4 separate regions of the Mus musculus genome follow, and regions 2, 3 and 4 are each linked to region 1. A link is a contact called in public ChIA-PET and HiChIP or PLAC-seq data. All regions are on one chromosome and are shown on one strand. The core of a region is the stretch at or near the end of the contact, and the rest is flanking DNA. Distances in the headings are between cores, read along the strand shown.

Evidence for each region. ChIA-PET counts read pairs in DNA pulled down with a chosen protein or histone mark. HiChIP or PLAC-seq counts read pairs in DNA pulled down with a chosen protein or histone mark.
Region 2: an RNA polymerase II ChIA-PET map of memory CD8 T cells shows a contact between it and region 1, with 57 read pairs. The contact joins the enhancer-like site here to the promoter of Hpgds in region 1. A contact is called at or near these places in 1 of 39 promoter capture datasets (the HPC-7 cell line), 3 of 484 Hi-C or Micro-C datasets (CD8 T cells, cerebral cortex and embryonic fibroblasts), 3 of 115 datasets of contacts at active chromatin or transcription factors (bone marrow-derived macrophages, effector CD8 T cells and memory CD8 T cells) and 2 of 9 other capture datasets (liver and macrophages).
Region 3: a contact with region 1 is called in an H3K4me3 HiChIP or PLAC-seq map of bone marrow-derived macrophages, with 4 times the contacts expected there. The contact joins the enhancer-like site here to the promoter of Hpgds in region 1. A contact is called at or near these places in 2 of 39 promoter capture datasets (embryonic stem cells and macrophages), 3 of 115 datasets of contacts at active chromatin or transcription factors (bone marrow-derived macrophages and effector CD8 T cells) and 3 of 9 other capture datasets (embryonic stem cells, liver and macrophages).
Region 4: a contact with region 1 is called in an RNA polymerase II ChIA-PET map of memory CD8 T cells, with 2.8 times the contacts expected there. The contact joins the enhancer-like site here to the promoter of Hpgds in region 1. A contact is called at or near these places in 7 of 39 promoter capture datasets (the C10 cell line, HPC-7-derived erythroid cells, embryonic stem cells and 3 more), 2 of 115 datasets of contacts at active chromatin or transcription factors (effector CD8 T cells and memory CD8 T cells) and 2 of 9 other capture datasets (adipose tissue and liver).

Annotation. Positions count from the first base shown.
Region 1 is chr6:65,143,187-65,146,110 of GRCm38.p6, forward strand. Hpgds (hematopoietic prostaglandin D synthase) reads right to left here and starts at 1,544. Exons shown (of 6, transcript NM_019455.4): 1 at 1,487-1,544.
Region 2 is chr6:65,646,505-65,649,428 of GRCm38.p6, forward strand. No RefSeq gene overlaps it. Among named protein-coding and RNA genes, the nearest start is that of Gm36144, 23 kb to the right of the region's middle. Within about 2 kb of position 1,412, at least 36 of the 459 cell types and tissues checked have an H3K27ac peak or open chromatin away from gene starts, as enhancers often do. A contact at or near this core is called in CD8 T cells, the HPC-7 cell line and memory CD8 T cells, where this site is marked.
Region 3 is chr6:65,610,553-65,613,476 of GRCm38.p6, forward strand. The region is part of intron 6 of Tnip3 (TNFAIP3 interacting protein 3); the gene reads left to right. Among named protein-coding and RNA genes, the nearest start is that of Tnip3, 22 kb to the left of the region's middle. Within about 2 kb of position 1,474, at least 46 of the 459 cell types and tissues checked have an H3K27ac peak or open chromatin away from gene starts, as enhancers often do. A contact at or near this core is called in bone marrow-derived macrophages and effector CD8 T cells, where this site is marked.
Region 4 is chr6:65,526,606-65,529,529 of GRCm38.p6, forward strand. The region is part of intron 1 of LOC108169147 (a long non-coding RNA gene); the gene reads left to right. Among named protein-coding and RNA genes, the nearest start is that of Tnip3, 62 kb to the right of the region's middle. Within about 2 kb of position 1,511, at least 35 of the 459 cell types and tissues checked have an H3K27ac peak or open chromatin away from gene starts, as enhancers often do. A contact at or near this core is called in adipose tissue, hematopoietic stem and progenitor cells and memory CD8 T cells, where this site is marked.

The DNA of each region.
Region 1 (2,924 bases), core at 294-2,793:
AATATCGATATTTCAGTTGATCATAAGAAATATGTGGGAGTGGTCAACAGGGACACCTTTAATGTAAATATTAATAGAATGTGAATTGTGGTAAGATCACTTAAGTCTGATTAGGCAGTTGTGCTATTTTGATTAAAGTAATAAAGTTAAAAATAGTATAATATTTGTAGTCTGTATGTCTAAAAGATGATAGAAATCCAAAGCCAATTCTCTGGCAGAAAGAGTCATCACCGATGGCTAGTTGCAACCCCAATTTTATAATTTATTTAACACCAGTGGCCTAACTGAACTCTCGCACTTCAATAAAAGATATCTGGAACTCAGAGATACTTGGGGTTCCCTGCCACGTTCTTTTCACATGTCCAGCAATTCTGCAATAGCTTGAGTCTGGAGTACACAACTGGAAGCATCCCTGGTCTTGCCGACAGTCTTAACCCCACCCCACATGTGGTGGACACGGCACACTGTTTGCACCTCTATTTGTGTAGAGTCTGGTATTTTAAAATGCAGGAGCTGGATGCAGAGAGCAGCTGAGGAGCTACTGTTCACAGGACATCTTGTCCATGTTGGACATCTTGCCCATGCTGGCATCTCCTAACAGAAGCCACTGCTCCTAACAACTAGGGGATGGAGCGTACAGGATTTCACGATTTCATAGTGCAAGGGGGGAGGGGAGTTTTAGTTCAGACCTGGACAATTTACTGGTAGGGAGTAAAAAATGTAGATCAAAAAAGAAATAGATGACACTTTATTTGCTAAGTTGCTCATTTCAAACACTGGATGCTTAATTTTGAATCAGTGAACTGGGATCTCTATTTTCTATCAAAAACCCCCAGAGAAATGCCACTTTCGAGGCTTGCTTTATGTTAACACCTGAGCACAGGGAGTAGCTACACTGCTCTTTAGGATTGTTAAGTTCAACCATCTGAACTGAAGTAAATCTTTTAAACTATCTCTACTGTCAAATGGTGAAGGAAGCAATTCTTGGACAAGCATAGACACATTTCAACCAAATATGCCTTAACATGATAGAATGTGATGCAAAAAAAGCCCCCGGACACACACACACACACACACACGCACACACACACACACACACACACACACACACACACACACACAGAGCACGCGCACACTCACATGCATGTGTGTGCACACGTATACAGGGTTGAAGGGGCATAAATGAAAATTTATACTGCTTTACATTCTAAAGAAAGTTACCAAGAGAGTTCTAAAGATGTTATCAAGGATGATCAAGATGGGATTTTCTTTTTCCTTCAGGGGTGGTGATGCTCAGGGAATTTCTAGAAGCTTTTGGATCCACAGCTCTTACAGGTTGTCATCCGATTTCTACGTGACCATGTGTGTATGAAAGCCTGGAGTGAGCTGACGCTGTTAAGATGGAACATATAGACCACCGAACAGTCTCAAGCTGGGGAAGACGGGGAGAATCAAACAGAAAGAAGAAAGAGTTCGTGTCACTTACCTATGCAGAGAGCCTTTCCTGTGCCGTGTCTCCGTGTCTCAGTTCCTGTCTGTACAGTGGTTTCTGTGATGAGTGGCAGTCACAAGACAGCCAGAGGCCACTTCCTCCACCTAAAAGCCTTCCTGCCTTTCTCACATGAGATGCACGAGTCCAAAGTTCAGCCTGTAAAGAGCTCTGGGTAGCTTTTGTCATCATTTCACAAGCTCTCTACATTAGTCCAACGTATTTGCATAAAGAGTAAAGTCGCAGTCACAGGTGCTTGTGTGTACAGATTGCTACAAGCTCTTTATTCTTAGTCTTACACCACAGACTTCTGGGGAATGAGAAAACAAGCCCTGTCACGTTTTCTTACAGAGACAAAAGTGTCTTACTTCATTTCCCAGTCTCCCTGGAGACGCCTTTGCCCCGTGCCTTCTCACCCGCGTCCACCCCCAGCACACGCACCGTTTGCTCACCGTTTGCTCTTCATCATGACGTCCCTCACTGCATGATTTATTTGTTTGGTCCCTGCCCTCACACAAGCAGTGTCTGTAACATCCAGTGCTTCAATGTTCCCTCTTTTGAGCTTTCTCCCTTCTACAGGATTGTTGGACATGTCACATAGACCCTGATCTCTATCTGATGGCTGAACGCTCTTAGCATTTCGGCATGGGTCAGACTTTTAAAGACTACATTTGCATGGTTGCTTGAGTTCTGTTTACACTCATTTCTTGGAAGAGGTCCACAGTTTGAAAGAGTCTTAGTGTACAAGATTCAAATACTCCATGAGAGTACCTTTTTCTAGTAGGAACTCATATCTATCAGCTTTAAATTATAACACAAGTTTAATTTCAGTGATAATATTAGCACAGCTTACTGAAAATGTCCAATAAAATATCTGCCTGTGCATCCTGAAATCTGGAAGTTACCCAATGAGACATTGAAACCACACGGTGCTTTTCATGTCCCCAGAACAATCATACCTAGGGGCAACTCTTTTTTTTTTTTAATTTAATTTTATTTTTATTAGGTATTTTCCTCGTTTACATTTTCAATGCTATCCCAAAAGTCCGCCATACCCACCCCCCCAATCCACTACCCACCCACTCCCCCGTTTTGGCCCTGGGGTTCCCCTGTACTGGGGCATATACAGTTTGCAAGTCCAATGGGCCTCTCTTTGCAGTGATGGCCAACTAGGCCATCTTTTGATACATATGCAGCTATAGTCAAGAGCTCCAGGGTACTGGTTAGTTCATAATGTTGTTCCACCTATAGGGTTGCAGTTCCCTTTAGCTCCTTGGGTAATTTCTCTAGCTCCTCCATTGGGGGCCGTGTGACCCATCCAATAGCTGACTGTGATCATCCACTTCTGTGTTTGCTAGGCCCCGGCATAGTCTCACAAGAGACAGCTATATCTGGGTCTAGGGGCAACTCTTATCAACCATGTCATAAGATCCAT
Region 2 (2,924 bases), core at 162-2,661, 500 kb after region 1:
GAGGGCTGCTGAAAGGAGGCAGTCACGAAGCAGGAAGGCCATGCTGTGTATGGCAGGCATCGTTCCTCAAGTGCCTCTCAACTTAAAACCTGTGTGTGTTTTAAACATTTAGTCATAAGAATCTTCACCTGTGAGATTTTTTTTCCTTCTGCATCACTAAGCTAAAGTACTTCTTTGAATGGAATCTCGAATGGCAGAGATTCCACAGCCTCTCTAACTGGTTTTGTTCTCACAGTGGTTTTTGCTCTTTTTATATCCTCCAGTCACCTTGACTGAGCCTTTAGGACCTGTATGATCTTCAGTCTGTCCTCTAATTTATGCCTCTTTGTCTTTTTCTGCCATCTATTTAATATCTAATTACATCACTTCTCTTCTGTTTGGCACCATCCTCTAGATTCAGAGTCTAGAAGAACAGAAAGAGATTCAAGAAGAGCATTATGAAAGGGATTCACTGGAATGGCTGATATGAGTGTCTGCAGGCTAGAGAAGCTGAGACACCAATTACTGCTCAGTCCATGAAGCTGGATGTCAAGGATCGAAACCCAGTGAATGCCTGGAAGATTCCTGGGTAGCTACTACTCTTTATGTTAGAATGTCCAAGGTACTAGGTGGTGGCAAAAGTCTGCAGAGATGGAAGTGGGAGCCACAAGAGGAGGGATAGATAACCTCACTCATCAGGAATCAAAAGACAGGCCTGACAGGAAGCACTGTCCTTTTCTCAGATCTCTTTGTGATCTAGAGCACTTAGAGGAAGACACTGTTATCTCAAATAAAAATTCTCCTTAGCTAATCCTTTCTGTAAATGTCTCAACAGATCTTGGTGACTCCAGATCCTGTTAGGTAGACAACCAAGATAAGTCATCACATCTCCCTTGTGATGGAAAACATTAGCAAAGGTTCTCTCTGTGGGAAAGAGTCAACACATCAGGGACAGTTTGCTTTTAACATACTGAGCCATCTCTGACTCTGTGTCATTGTCATCTTTGCATATCCTGTCCAGCCTCTGGTATAATCCATGCATTTGTCCAAAATATTAGAAGTGGATGCTCTTGGCCAGATTTATAATAAGATGACACAACCCAAAGGACAGGCAGTTTTACATAGACAGTGTCACCTACCTACACCTCTGGATGGATACTATACAGAAAGGTAGGTGGCCCCTCCTTAGGGAGGTTTAACTTGTGTCTGGCTGAGTATGAGGTGGGCTGACCTGAAAGCCCAATTCTCATGCCACAGCCCATCCCAGTGCCTTTTCTCACGCCAGGCTCTCTTGCAAGCGGATCTACCGTGCTTTCTGCTGTATCCAAAGCTATGTTGCTTCAATCACCATTCTTGGTCCAACTGTACTGTGAGCTAGAGACACATTAATACAAAAGCTCTGAAACTCTGCTATTGACCTGACTCAGGAAGTAGCAGTCTGTAACCACATCCTGCAGAGGACTGTGCTGGCTGCAAGAGGTGCTTCGGGTATATGACATGTCCTCAGTAAATATCCATGACTGAATAAATAAGTGAATTCCTCCTTCAAAGAAACCCTGCTTGATTATGCTTTTCCTTTGAACAGTCCCTTCACTTCATGTTCGTCTTCAACCCTTAACTCTGTTCACAGGGTTCTGGACTACTGCGTGATGAGATTTAACCACTGTGTATCATCTTTAGCTTGTCTTGCTCTTTCGGTGTCATTCACATGGAAGGAAGCAAAGAAGGAAGATTCAGAAACAAACAAAAAGGCAAAGGAGAGCCCCCTGCTTGTCAGCTCAAAAGTCCAGGCTAAGAAAGTATCTGTGATTCTTTTCCTGAAATAGGTGCTGCTCCGTATTCCTTGATCACAAGTAAACCAGCATAGTACGGCACAAAAGAAGAGATAAAAACTGATGATCATCTCAGCACACACAGAAAATGCCAGGCAGGTTCAACATCCAAAAGATCACAGGAAATATTGCTTTCACTGGGGTGGCTGAAGCCATGCCCGGTCCAAAGTGAGGCTTCTAAAAAGTGAGGGTTCTACAAAGTGAGGGCTCTAGGAAGCAAGGTTCCCACAAGGCTTGCTTCTGTTCATGGCATACCAGAAGTAATGGACCAGAAAAAGAAATAAGTCTCTTGAATTGGAAGGAGAAAAGAAATATCCTTGTTTATGTAAAAAAAAAAAAACCCTAAACCCTCATCATCAACAACAAAACAGTATAAAAATAAAAAATAAATGAAATAAAGTGGCCAAGTACAAAATTGGGAGTATGAAAACCAGGGTATTTCTGTGTATGAACCATGAGCCATTCAAAAGAAAGCTTAGGAGAAGAATCCTATTCATAACAGTAAAACAAGCAAGACAGACAGACAGCAAGCAGGCCATCAAGCAAGCCATCAAGCCATCAAGCAAGCCATCAAGCAAGCAAGCAAGCAAGCAAGCAAGCAAGCAAAAACCAATAAATATGGGGAGGCAAGAAGGCTCAGCAGAGTTTCTTACTAAGAAAGAAGGAAAAAGAAACCAACTCTACACCCAAATTCTTGTCTGATCTCTACTTGTTTGCCACAACAGAAGACCTGGCCTATAATAATAAAAAATTAAGATTAAATCAAGTCCCAGCTGGGTGTCCTAGTTAGAGTTACTATTGTTGTGATGCAATTCCATGACACAAACCAAGTGAGAAAGGAAAGGATGTATCTGGCTTTTGCTTACACATCACTGTTTATCACTGAAGGAAGTCGGAGCAGGAACTCAAACAGGGCAAGAGCCTCGAAGCAGGAGCTGATGCAGAGGTCATGACGGAGTGCTGCTTACTTACTGACCTTTTCCTCATGGCTGGCTCAGCCTGCTTTCATACAGAGCCCAGTACCACTAGCCCAGGGATGGTACCACACACAATGGGCCAAGCTCCATCAATCACTAATTAAGAAAATGTTCAGCAGCTGGATCTAATAAAGGA
Region 3 (2,924 bases), core at 224-2,723, 470 kb after region 1:
CTTTCATCTGACCTCCAATTTGCAATGTTCTCATGGTCCCTGTCCACTATAATTATCCTTGGGACACTGAACCCATAGGACATACAGATATGAATTGATTAAGTAAAAGATACCAAATCGAGCTCTAATTTTTTGGACAAATATATTTTACATGGGCTATTCTCAATCACCACATGTGACACCACCCAAAGGCCATTTTTACGTATAAGGTGAACAAAGTATAGTCAAACCAAAAAACTACACTGTGTTCTTCAGTTATAAAGTGCTATTTATTGAATTACCATGAGTTTTACTAGGTAGATGCAAAAGAGTTTTGACATTTTCCAGTTAAAAAGGAATTGTCTTGGAAGATGCAAGAAAAAAGTAGCTCACTAAAATTCTTCTTTGTAGCTGTGTTTGCCAAGACCGTTGAATAGTTATTTGTAAGCAGAATTGACTTGGACCAGGAACCTGATTGAGTCAGAACCTGAGCACCTTTGCTGTCCTTCCGAGGAGCAATATTTCTTGCCTCTGTGATCCCCCTGTTTGATTCTACTCTGCTTTGCCAGTATGGGTGGAACTCTCATTCAGGTGGAACGGTCATACATTTTCTACATCTTGGAATGAACAACCAACTCTCTCTCTGCCTTTAGGTTTTATTAGCAATGTAATCATACTTCAGCTCTGAGACTTTGAAGTAGGATTTTCCTAGCAAAGCACTTAGAAAAATGCATTTCTCCAGGTTGTCTGGAACCCTAGTACTTTTGTGTGAGAGTATAACTTAAACCCTTCTCCTTTGGGAGCAGACGGTATCTGTTGGGGAGCAGGACACTGGAACTTAGTGAGGTCCCTTTGGACCTGCGCCTTTCCCAGATGTGGCTAGTTGCTGGTCACTTCTACTCTATCTTTTCTTACTGGCTGTCCTACTTTTTCAGTCTTCACCAGAGACACTTCTCGGGCTCTTTCACCATAGCCATCACTCCTTACAAATTTTCTCCCGAGGATATAGAAGTAAATTAAGTTTGTGGGAAGTATAAGGAAAAAGAGAAACTTGATAGTCTTGTGAAATACAAGGTACATGAATAACTCAACCTTATGTTGAAATAGATATGGTTAGCTGCTTCTGTCAACCTTCATTAACAGGAAGAAGGAAAAAATTCATGTCCTATGGCATAGTAAACTTCCCCGGAAAGAATTTTAGATTATAATGTTAATACCAGAAGAGCCAGTGTTTGATGAAGGAGAAGTAAAGGCTTGCATTTAAAACAGTATTTATTCTATTGAATGAAATCAGTGTAACTCAGCCTCAAGGAGAATTTTAAAGGAATAATTCATATTTCTTTACATCTGCCCCTGAATTAAATCATAGCTCATTAATGTTGGTAAGATTACACTTTCTTACCTCCTGTTGGCAGCTCTCCTAGAATAGAAAGGTGGGGCTCACATCACTTAGCTGCACCATGTGCTACTTGTGCCATCTAAAAATAAACAAGAAGATAAAGAAACAGCTGATCTCATTTCCTCTTGCAGTTCTTTCATGGGCCAAAGAGTCAAGAGCCTAGGTGTCTGAGGGGTGAGTTGGGTCAGACTGCTGTGATCTGAAAGAGCTGACTAACCTTCATTCCAAGAGGTTAAATACCAAGCCAGTGGCTTAAAATTTTCCTGGTAGTTTAGGATATGATAAGTGTTGGGGCTTAGTTAGGGCTACTACTGGTGTGATGACACAAAATGATAAAAAACAAATTGGGAAGGAAAGAGTTTATTTGCTTAAAAGTTGTGAATCATAGTTCATTGAGGGAAGCCAAGACAGGAACTCAAACTTGATAGGAACACAGAGGCAGGAGCTAATGCAGAGACCACAGGGGCAGCAGGCCACAAAGAAGGTTACTCATTTGCTTCCCATGCCTTATTCAGCTTGATTTCTTACAGAACCCAGGATCACCAGCCCAGGGGTGGCACCACCTATGACAAGCTAATTAGCCAGATCTTAAGCAAGTGTTTTCCAAATTGAGGCTTCCTCCTGTTAGATGACAATAGCTTGTGTAAAGTTGATATAAAACTAGCCAACACAATAAAGTATCATTTATTCAGCGCAGCTGTCTTGTTCCCTAAAAATCAACAGGTAGGTGGAAACTTAGGAGGAAGCTTCAAGAAAAAATACACACATACACAGCACACACACACACACACACACACACACACACACACACAGTGTGTGTGTGTGTATTCCATTTAGTGTACCTATTGTGCAATGTGGAGCCAATCTTCTCTGGAGCTGCAGCAGGAAAGAAGCTTTGTCCAGCTTTTCCTCCTGAACTTCACTGTATTCCCAAGATGCCCGTGGTTTCCTCCTCAGTTCACTAGAAATTGTTAAATTGGATAGGTAATGATCCTTTCCCAATCTGTTGGTGGTCTTTTTGTCTTACTGACGGTGTCTTTTGCCTTGCAGAAACTTTGGAGTTTCATTAGGTCCCATTTGTCAATTCTTGATCTTACAGTACAAGCCGTTGCTGTTCTGTTCAGGAATTTTTCCCCTGTGCCCATATCTTCAAGGCTTTTCCCCACTTTCTCCTCTATAAGTTTCAGTGTCTCTGGTTTTATGTGAAGTTCCTTGATCCACTTAGATTTGACCTTAGTACAAGGAGATAAGTATGGATCGATTCGCATTCTTCTACACGATAACAACCAGTTGTGCCAGCACCAATTGTTGAAAATGCTGTCTTTCTTCCACTGGATGGTTTTAGCTCCCTTGTCGAAGATCAAGTGACCATAGGTGTGTGGGTTCATTTCTGGGTCTTCAATTCTATTCCATTGGTCTACTTGTCTGTCTCTATACCAGTACCATGCAGTTTTTATCACAATTGCTCTGTAGTAAAGCTTTAGGTCAGGCATGGTGATTCCACCAGTGGTTCTTTTATCCTTGAGAAGACTTTTTGCTATCCTAG
Region 4 (2,924 bases), core at 261-2,760, 380 kb after region 1:
ACTTCTGTAAAAAGAATCTAAACTCCATAGTAAGCTGGTCTGATCATCTCAGACATCTAAAGACATGGATCTGAAGGGAGCTTGCCCCTTCCATTCTTTTGATCCTCACCTCAAGCTCAAAATAGGTAGAAAGGTTTCCTTCAGTTATAAAAGAGTGTAGACAAGTGCTGTGGGCTATCTATGTCTAGGTGACTCTCAAGGGATGGCACTCTTGTCACTGTGCTCAGCATCATTTTTGAGGTATAGCCATAGTTTTTTTTTCCTTTCAGTTTTAGAGAATACTTTGTCATTAGTCACATATTCTCTTTTGGAAAGTTGTTCAATGTTTTTTTTTTTTTTTCCCCCTGAAAAATACAGCTTACATCATTGAGTTTCCAAACGAAACAAGTAAACTGGTTGTGGCAGCCCATGAATAGAATTCCAGCGACCAAGAGGTTCAGGCAGAAGGGTGAGAAATTTATCCTCCACTAGGTAGCAAATGCTAAGCCAGTCTGGGATACATGCAACCTTGTCAGAAGCAAAAACAGTAGATTGCGGAACACCAAATGTTCTCAGTGGCTTGCCGTTATTGTTGTTAGTTAGTCTGTTTTTGAGGCTGTAATTAAGCATATTCCCCCCTTTCCTTTTCTCCCTTTTCTCATTACCCCATCAGATCACTTGTGTCCTGCTACTTCTCTTTTTCCTCCTCCCACATTCTTCAGTATTTACCCCTCTCCATACCCACAGTACCTCATTTTCCCATTTCTCTATTCTGATTAATTATACTCTACTATCCCCTTACTGTAACTCCCCCACCCCTATCCTAGCCATGGTCTTGTTTTGCTCTCTTAATTTTGGTAGTTGAATAATAATACTCCATAGTGCGTATCTACCACATTTTCATTATCCATTTACCAGTCAGAATTTATTTAGGTTGTTTTCATTTCCTAACTATTGTGACTAGAGCAGCAATGAACATGCTTGGTAGCTGTGGAGAAGGATACTGGTTCCCTTGGGGATATGCCAAAGAGTGGTATAGCTGGATGTATGGTAGCTTTTTTATCTTTTTGAGAATTCTCCCCACCAACTTTCATAATGTTCGCACCACTTTGCAATTCTACAGAGAACAAGGCTCCCTTTCCCCCTTTCCCCTCCAGTATTTGTTGCCAGTTGTTTTCTTGATTTTTGCAATTCTGCCTGGAATAAGATGTTGTTCTGATGTGATTTCCATAATTTTTTGAGGACAATGAATTTTTAAAAGGCATTCCTTAGCCATTTTTACTTTTTTGGGGAACTCTTTCTTCAGGTTCCAGGACCATTTTTTTTTTGAATGGGTCATTTGTTTTGTTTTGTTTCTGACTCTTTGTTTTTCAAATTCACTGTATGTTCTGCATATAATCCTCCAGCCAAGATTATTCCCCATTCTGAGGGCTTTCTCTTTAGAAGGCTGATGATTTCTTTAACAGTTTTAGTTTCTGTTTAGCTTTTTAGTTTCAGGAAGTTCACTTGTCAATGGTTGGCGTTAATGCTTGGCCAAATTGAGTCCAAAACAGGAAGTCCTTTCCTACACCCATGTTATATAGAGTACTGCCTCAGGAATACATGGGACTGCTTTGAAAACAAACACAGTACACTTCCCTTCACCTACACACATTTTAGTAGCACTAAGTGTATCCACTGGCTTCTGAAAGAAGAGCACATGGAGTCGGGGAGGAATAATGGGAGAAATTCCAGGGTGAGAAAGGAGCTAGATTTGGTTAATACACAATGTATGCTTGTATGACATTCTCAGACAATAGAAAGCACTGTAGTGTATTAAAATTAGAGAAATTCTGTTCAGCTTCAGTGAAAAATATGCATTCTTTTTTAATATTACTTGCAGGATAAAATGTAAAACACATAAATAATATCAAAAGCAATTGTTTGACTTATGGTAAGAAACATGTCTGATATGGACAGATTGGAATTTGCCTAAATATGGATTAGTACAGGAAAATTAATTTTTGATTAGAATATCTGTTGCTTATTTGAACACATGAAATAATATTTTAAAATAACAACAAATATTTAGATATAATTGTTCTGAGAGCATCCAACTTATAAAAGCCAAAGAACAGATTCAGATACAAATCTTGGCCCTCATCTCCAGGAGAAAGCCTCCATCAGTGTGGTCCGAGCTCAGCCATCATTTCTGATGGTCATAACTGACTGTCTTTCACTGATTTTCATTGGGAGCCGAGAGACACAGACTTCACTCTTCTGTTGCTCTGTGTAGAACCCAGACTTTGTGCTCCCAGCTTCAGTTCTTTGTGTTTACTTTTGTCAATCTGAGGATGATCACCTGAGTATTGAGCTGCAAGGTGCTTTCTGTGTGGCTCCGGGAATTACACTGTGTATGGTTGATTGACGTTTCCGTGATGACACTTAAAAACACACCATATTCTTCATCTTAAAAAATTTAGTGCAGATTAGAATATCTAGGAACATTACAAAGTCTTGTCTTAGAGAAGCGGAAGCCAAGCAAATAAGCTGGGGTGAGGTTGCAGCAGAGTGATGGATGGCTTACATAGTATAAAAGAATACCTAGATCAATCCCCAGGTTTGTAAACAAACATTGGCCCAGCCCGACCTTTACCAATTTCCCTTTCAAGTAAATGGGCATGTGTCTGGAGGAAGTGATACTGTTAGGAAGAGGCTAAGGACGGAGGTGGGGCTGGCTTACTTGTCGTGGATATGAAAACTACCTATGACAGGTTTTTCCTGAGCTGAACTTCAATAGAGAAGACCCATCTTTAGTCCAACATTTCTGTCCTTCCTCACAGTAGTCCACGTTCATCAATAATTACATTCATGATAACATTTGTAGCTCTTAAAACTCACTTTCTCTACAGGATTTTTAGTCAGTTTTGACGCATCAAATATAGCTTAAATCCTACCACATATAG